Regions from separate parts of the Gossypium hirsutum genome. Here region 1 is linked to region 2. A link is a contact called in public Hi-C data. All regions are on one chromosome and are shown on one strand. Each heading gives the region's core, a stretch centred on a gene start, on an enhancer-like site or on the middle of the called end of the contact. The rest is flanking DNA. Distances are from core to core; before and after follow the strand shown.

What was found. A called contact is a pair of places that touch in the nucleus more often than the background predicts.
Region 1: a Hi-C map of leaf shows a contact between it and region 2, with 2.9 times the contacts expected there. The contact joins the promoter of LOC107886114 here to the promoter of LOC107886107 in region 2. A contact is called at or near these places in 3 of 34 Hi-C or Micro-C datasets (hypocotyl and leaf).

Annotation. Positions count from the first base shown.
Region 1 is chrA03:19,132,779-19,136,608 of Gossypium_hirsutum_v2.1, reverse strand. LOC107886114 (40S ribosomal protein S2-2) reads right to left here and starts at 1,992. Exons shown (of 2, transcript XM_016809950.2): 1 at 1,077-1,992; 2 at 178-532. The coding sequence starts at 1,727. The coding sequence ends at 374.
Region 2 is chrA03:18,867,622-18,871,661 of Gossypium_hirsutum_v2.1, reverse strand. It overlaps LOC107886107 (probable xyloglucan 6-xylosyltransferase 5), which reads left to right and starts at 1,969. Exons shown (of 1, transcript XM_016809945.2): 1 at 1,969-3,941. The coding sequence starts at 2,331. The coding sequence ends at 3,710.

The sequences.
Region 1 (3,830 bases), core at 743-3,242, 260 kb before region 2:
TTCATCACAGGGTGAAACATGTGGAATTTTTTTAAAAAATGGGGCCTAGAGAGATTTTATAAAGCCTGTTCCAACCAGTCTTTTGGGTTGAAAAATGATCCATATTCTTTCGAATTTAGACTTGATAAGAAGCATGCTATCATATTATGAAACATTAATTCACAAGCAAGCAGCATATAAATAGACAAGTCCTCAACTCATCCACAATCTTTATAAAGAATCCAGATGAAAAAACACAACAAAATTGAACCATTACTGATTTAATCTCATGACAAAATCAAAACAAGCAAAGACACAAGTAAAGATTGCAACATAGAAAGGACCTAGACACACATCCAACTTACTAATAAGTAATGACACTGTTGATCTTCAATCAGATATCAACTCTCTCGACATCTTCCAGTACAAGGGTCTTCGATGGCTTTCCCAACAGATCAGTATACTCCTGGAATGGAGACCTTGTGAAACGAGTCTCTCTCCAGAAATCCGGTGTCAAGAAACCATATGTTTTCAGAAGACATTCAAAGGTGGCCTGCAAGTTTTGAGCAACAACCACCAATAATGAGATATAGTCAATAAATTCGCATCTCTGAATCGCATATTAAGTGTAGTTCACTTCAAACTCTAATTCTTCAAGTTCAAGCAAAACACATATGGAATCAGACTATTCTTTAAGAGTTTATTATCATGTTTATACATCTTAAGGTTATTTAATATATATGCATACACGTACACATAGAAAAACAAATTCATATTCACCATAGACAACACAAATCCCAAAACATGCTAGGAAATAGAAAGCATCAGCGACCACCTTACCTAAATCACAAACTTGAATTCAATTAATTAACGTTATACTTATTCAAATAGATCTATATATGTTTCATATAAACCAAGCAAACTATAATATCTCACCGTATGAAAGAAGAAACAGTAGGCAACAAAACAAAAGTTAATGAATAGAAACTGAAACATTAAGCAACCCATATTCAAACAGATCTAGATAAACCCATAAACAGTCTTAAATTACGAAAATATCAAATCAAATAAAAAATTTTGGGAGAAAAAGTTGATACCTTGACAAAGTTTCCAAGAGTTTTGGTTGAACCCCTTGAAGAAGTGAAGACATCTTCAATTCCAGCAAACTGAAGCACCTTTTTGGGAACCCTAGCAGCCACAATACCAGCACCTCTAGGAGCCGGCACCATCCTAACGGTGACGGACCCACATTTCCCGGTAACCTTGCATGGAACAGTATGGGGTTTTCCGATCTTATTTCCCCAGTAACCTCTTCTAACCGGTATCACTGACAACTTAGCCAATATGATCGCCCCTCTTATAGCCGTCGCAACTTCTTTGCTACATTTGACACCGAGTCCAACGTGTCCATTTCCGTCACCGACGACGACGAAGGCCTTGAAGCGCGTACGCTGACCGGCGCGAGTTTGTTTCTGAACTGGAGTGATCTTCATGACCTCGTCTTTCAGTGAAGGGCCGACGAGTTGGTCGATGATTTGGTACTCCTTGATAGGGAGAGAATGGAGGTAGATTTGCTCAAGGGATGTGATCTTGCCGGCTTTGACTAAGCGGCCGAGTTTCGTGACGGGTACCCATTTTTCCTCTTCGTCCTTGCGGCCGCGGCGCCTGCCTCTTGGACCACGGTCACCTCTACCACCACCAAAGCCACGCCTGAAAGCGCCGCGTTCACCTCCGCCTCTTTCTGCCATTTTTTTTCCTTTTGCCTTTGGTTAGGGTTTGAGACAAATGGTGAGACTGAAAGAAGGTAATAGAAGCGGCTAGGGTTAGGATTTTATATGCAGAGAGTGAGCAAGTTAGGGTTTTGATTTTTTGGGCTAACAAAAAGTTTATGGGCTATGAGCTTCCATTGTATTTGTCGAGCTTAAGAAATAGAATTGGATTTTTTTTTGTGAATAATTGGATTCTATTTTTCATTTAATGTATAATGTCTCAAAAAAAAATTTATAAAAGTTTATGAAAATAAATTTTAGAAACAAATATATAAGAGATAATTTTTAAAAACCACTGAAATTTTTTCAATATAACCTTTTTTTCAAAACCAATTAAAACCCATCCAACTTATTTATGACACATAAAAAATAAAAGCAATTCATATTAACAATTTTATATAGTTGGTTTAATTGTATCATCTTTCATACAAAATTAAAATATTTAGAGGTTTAAGTTTCATTAATTAAAAAATATAGACAATAAAAATATAAAAATTCAGTTTTTTATTCGTTTTGTTATGAAATAAAGAGAGAAAATAACAAAAGAATTCATTAATGGGAATGTTTACAATGTTTCCTTACTAAAATAAAAGCTCTGTGAGAAAAAAAAATTTAGTGAAAGAAAAAATATTTATAATATATATAACATGCCGCCTCGTTAAAAACTTTACCAAGAAAATTCAATGGGACAAACCCAATGATGATATGAATATTTATCAAACAACATTTATTAGATACATATCTATGTATTTAATCTTGAATACTAACATTTTAATGATCACTTGAATGATGTGGTGCTTAATAAATGTTTATATCATCATTCTTCTAAATGTCATGAGTGAGGAAGAATTTTAGGAAAATATATTTTGATTTCTTTAGGAATTCCAATAATAATAATACCAAAACTTGATCATGATATTAAAAATATATATAGGTAATTTGAATCCCTTTATAATCTTTCTTCAAGTATTATTCGCTAAGTCAAATTTACCCTATATGTTCATATCATTTTAATGCATATAAATGTTTACACAAACATATTGAACAATTTCTCGGGAATTTTTATATGCTTCTAACATTCTAAATCCTTCAAGGATTTCAAACTTCGCTATATAGTGATTTGTATAAAGATTGTAACAACAATTATAAGACACATGTTAAATCTTTCATAAATTGCTAGGATAATAAAATATTTAAAGGTTATTGCATCCACCACAAAAAAATATTATACCTTTCATACTCAATGCTAGGACTTAGCGAAAATTTTCGTTTTTCTTATTTTGTTTTCACATAACTACGCATTCATACCTCACTGGTTTTATACCTTTAGACATTTGGACTATTAGCTAAAAAACTTTATGGATTTAATTTTACTTGAATTGCTTCTTTTCATTCTAGCCAATCTATTCCATGTCTATATTTATTGGCAAATTTATTAAAGATCCTCATTTTCTTTCATTATTTCAATAATAATATTGCATGCAAAATTGTTGTTGACAACTTTCTATTCTTACAGTTCCATATTTTCTCATATTGACATTACGTATCGAGATCTCTTTATTTTCACTATTGTTATCTTCAATTTCAGGTACCTGAATCTCTTATAGAGTTTTAATAATTAGTTATGTTTTGAGTCTCTTCAGGAACACCTACGTCCACTATATGACCATCTATATTTATTATTTTCTTTTATGAGAATTTTCTCTTTGGAACCAATCGATATACCATGCTTCAGGTATGTATTACTTTCATTTTATTCTTAGAAATTTTCCTACTAGGACTCCAATTTAAATAAAAACTTTAGCTTGTATATAACACTTGTTATTCTCATCTGATCAGTAAATGCATATGGTAGTTAATTTGTAATAAAATGAATTATCTTTTAGAACTTTTGGCTCAAATCACTTTCTACGAGGATATAGATAATGATAATTCATTTCAAGTAATCTATTTATCAAGCTATTATTTCTCTCTCCCTAAGGTTGGGAAAACTATCAAATCAAATAATAATCACAAATCATGTCATTATTGAATCTTCAATTCATTTAAAACATTTGATAATACAATGAGACTCATAATTAA
Region 2 (4,040 bases), core at 720-3,219:
AACCTTCTTCTGGAAGTGTGGGCTTCAGATTCTGCCCACAAATATACTGCTTTCAGAGAGAGGTTGTGCGGGAGAGAAGGCTTGTAGCTTAGGCTGCGATACGGATAAAGAAGTTGAGCATATTCTGTTCTATTGCAGCAAAGCCAGAATTAGCTTCGAAGCTCTGGGCTCATAAACCTAAACTTCCTACTAAGTTAATTTTTGCTTTTGGCTTGTGGGAAATATGGCTCCATAGGAATGACTCTGTGTTGAATCCGGGTACAATTCAAAAAGATATAGCCTTATGTGCCATCAATGGGGCTGCTGAGTTCTTTGCAGTTCCTGGAGCCACGAAGAAAATCCCACTTCCCATTTGTGTCGCTATCTCTTGGAAACCACCAGCAGATAGCTCATCCATAGGAAATCTAGGAATTGGGGGAGCTGAGACAATAATTAGAGACCACAATGGTCTTTGGATTATTAGTTCTCACTGTCATTTTCCGTTTGCGACCAACATTGAAACTGAACTTTGGGCAGTTAGAAACCGCCTTACACTTGCTAGGAGATTGGATCTTAGACATTTGGACACTGAAGACGATGCTACTCTTATTATTCATTTTATGTCCAATAATTCTTTCTCTAATCCTATTTTATTTCCTTTAATTGACAAATGTAAGATGCTTCTCTATTATGACTTCTAGGAGCTTTATGGAGAACGAAAGAGATGTGTTGATCCCCTGAGCAACTTGCGATCCACTTCTCTATCGGATTGTAATTTTGGGTGAAGTGCAGCACATGAACCTTATTTGTTTTGCAGATGACACATGGCACGTGACACTGGGTTCGAAGGCCGGCATTTGAGATGGGCTCCTCCTTGTCCCATCTAATAAATCACACAAAAGTAATAAATATTTTTTATCCAAAAAAAAAGTGCATATTTAATTATTTCGATCGTATTTACCTTGATATAATTTATTTAAAAAATAACAAACACCATTAGATTTATTTATTCCTCCAAGTGAGACCTGTCCATGTACGTGCAGTCCACGCTCTTTTACTTGCGTCATTTTTTGGTTTTGCGTTGGGGGACAAGTTGGATCCCGGAAATCAACGCGTTGGAGCTAGCTGTGTTGCGCAAATTTAGTCCATGGAGATGGAGGCGCCCGCCGACACCGCCCCGCTGCTTCATTTTTCGCACCTAACTTCAGTAACAGTAAATTCTTTTGGATTTGGTTAATCTAAATCACATTAAATGGACCCCTTTTTTTTCTTTTTTTGGGTAAACTAATTAAATTATAATTGAATATGTATTTACAATATTATTTTTTAAAAGATTACTATCAATATAAAATATATTAAAAATAGTGAATAGAAATATTATTTTCCAATATATTAAAATTTGTCACATGAAATTGCACTTCCAATTTTATAGAACTGGGCTCTCTCTCCTTGCTACCATGTGGCAAATCAGTTTTTCTTCATAAACGTATTTATTGTTAACTAATTGTCGTGAATATATTGTTACTACCAATTCTAATTAGGCTTAAAATTTTATAAGGATTAATACATTATTAATATAAAAAAATTATACACTATTTGAAGTTTTCTTTAACGTGGTATATATATATATATTTTAATGTGATACATGTATTTAACAATAGTTTTATATTTTAGTATCCAAAGTTAATTATATTAATTTTTTAGTGTTTAATTTGATTTTTAAGATTAGTTTGATGAAATATAATTGTTAATGTTAATAAATTTAAATTTTTCATGATTTTATTAATAGAATAAATTAAATATTATTTATGAATTTATTTAATTTTTAGATTTAACCTGTTAAATACTTTGGATTTTTTAGGTTGAATTATGAAAAATAATTGTTAACTAATTATGAATTTTAATTAAAGCTAGTAAAAAAGTAATGATGCAGTAAATAATGTATTATAAGTGATTTTTAAAATAATAAGTAAATGATATCTATGAATATAATTAAACAAATAAAATAATGAGAAAAGACAGTCAAGTGTTAGGACATAAACATGTTTTCTCCGATCTCGCTGTCTCAATCTTTCCCACTTTCCATCCCTCTTCGTCTCCTTCAATTCATTTCTTTAGTTTAAAATTCTCACTCATCTCTCTCTGTCTCTCTCTCTCTCCACTTTAAAATCTCAAAAAATCCAAAAACAAACGAAGATATAGGAGTATCCCGGTTTCACTGCAAACGCCATTGATGAGAGCTTAGTTTGTAGAGAAAGAGATTCAGTTCGAGCGATTTATGTTTGTAGAAAAACGACGCTTGGGATTTCTTTCCTTGCTCTGTTTTTACTTATTTTGAGGGTCTAACCTTTATGGGTCAAGACAGTTTCACTCCCCAAAAGAGATCTTTTACCGGTGGCGGCGGCTTACCCACGACCAACAACGCTGCTGCTGGTGGCGGAAGATCCCGTGTATTAGCAGGAATGCCGCGTGGGAGGCAGATCCACAAGACCTTCAACAACATTAAAATCACGATCCTCTGCGGCTTCGTTACCATACTTGTTCTACGGGGTACAATCGGCGTTGGCAATTTGGGAAGCTCCGAAGCCGATGCTGTTAACCAAAACCTAATCGAAGAAACGAGCCGGATCCTAGCTGAGATCCGCTCCGACTCCGACCCTACCGATCCGGACGAACCTCCTGAAACCGAGATCAATCCCAATACTACCTACACGCTCGGACCCAAAATCTCGGATTGGGACCAGCAACGTAAGGTTTGGCTTTCAGAAAACCCCGAATTCCCTAATTTTGTTAATGGCAAAGCTCGGATCTTACTTGTTACAGGGTCGCCCCCAAACCCTTGTGATAATGCTATAGGAGATCATTATTTGTTGAAAGCGATAAAGAATAAGATCGATTATTGTAGGCTTCATGGGATTGAAATTGTTTATAATATGGCTCATTTAGATAAGGAGTTGGCTGGGTATTGGGCGAAATTGCCATTAATTAGGAGATTAATGTTGTCTCATCCTGAAGTTGAGTGGATTTGGTGGATGGATAGTGATGCTTTTTTTACAGATATGGTGTTTGAGATTCCTTTGTCCAAGTATGATAAGTATAATTTGGTTGTTCATGGTTACCCCGATTTAATGTTCGAGCAGAGGTCGTGGATTGCTTTGAATACGGGGAGTTTCCTGTTTAGGAACTGCCAGTGGTCGTTTGATTTGCTTGACGCGTGGGCGCCAATGGGACCTAAGGGTTCTATTCGTGAGGAAGCCGGGAAGGTTTTGACTGCTAACTTGAAAGGAAGGCCGGCGTTTGAAGCCGATGATCAGTCAGCTTTGATTTACTTGTTGCTTTCGCAAAAGGAAATGTGGATGGATAAAGTGTTTCTCGAGAATCAGTATTATTTGCATGGTTATTGGGCAGGTTTGGTTGATAGGTACGAGGAGATGATGGAGAAATATCATCCAGGTTTGGGAGATGAGAGGTGGCCGTTTGTGACTCATTTCGTTGGTTGCAAGCCCTGTGGGAGTTACGGAGATTACCCTGTCGAGAGGTGTTTGCGAAGCATGCAAAGGGCATTCAACTTTGCCGATAACCAGGTGCTTAAGCTGTACGGGTTTAGACATAGAGGATTGTTAGGCCCCAATATTAAGAGGATCAGGAACGAGACGGTGACTCCTTTGGAAATCGTTGATGAGCTTGATATTCGACGATCAACGCACGAGAAAGCCGAAACACGGAGCTAGTGATGGAAAAGATATATAATGTGCCATAATGTGTAGGTAATGGTCATTCCTTTTGATGAAAAGCAATTTCCAATATATTTTTTTTAAGGTTTGAGTAAGTTTTGATGATCTGTTGTCATTGTGATGCTGTTGGGAACAAGATAGGAGAATTCTTTTATTAACCTTGAATTTGTCTTCCTTTTGATATTTGAGTGATATTTATGAAGGAAATTAATAGCCAATGTTACTTCATTTCCTTTTTTGCATTCTTAATTTCACTTCTCCTTGTTTGGTGGTGAATGAAATGGAGTTTATGGTTTCCATGCCTATTTCAAGAACCTTTATGTCGGA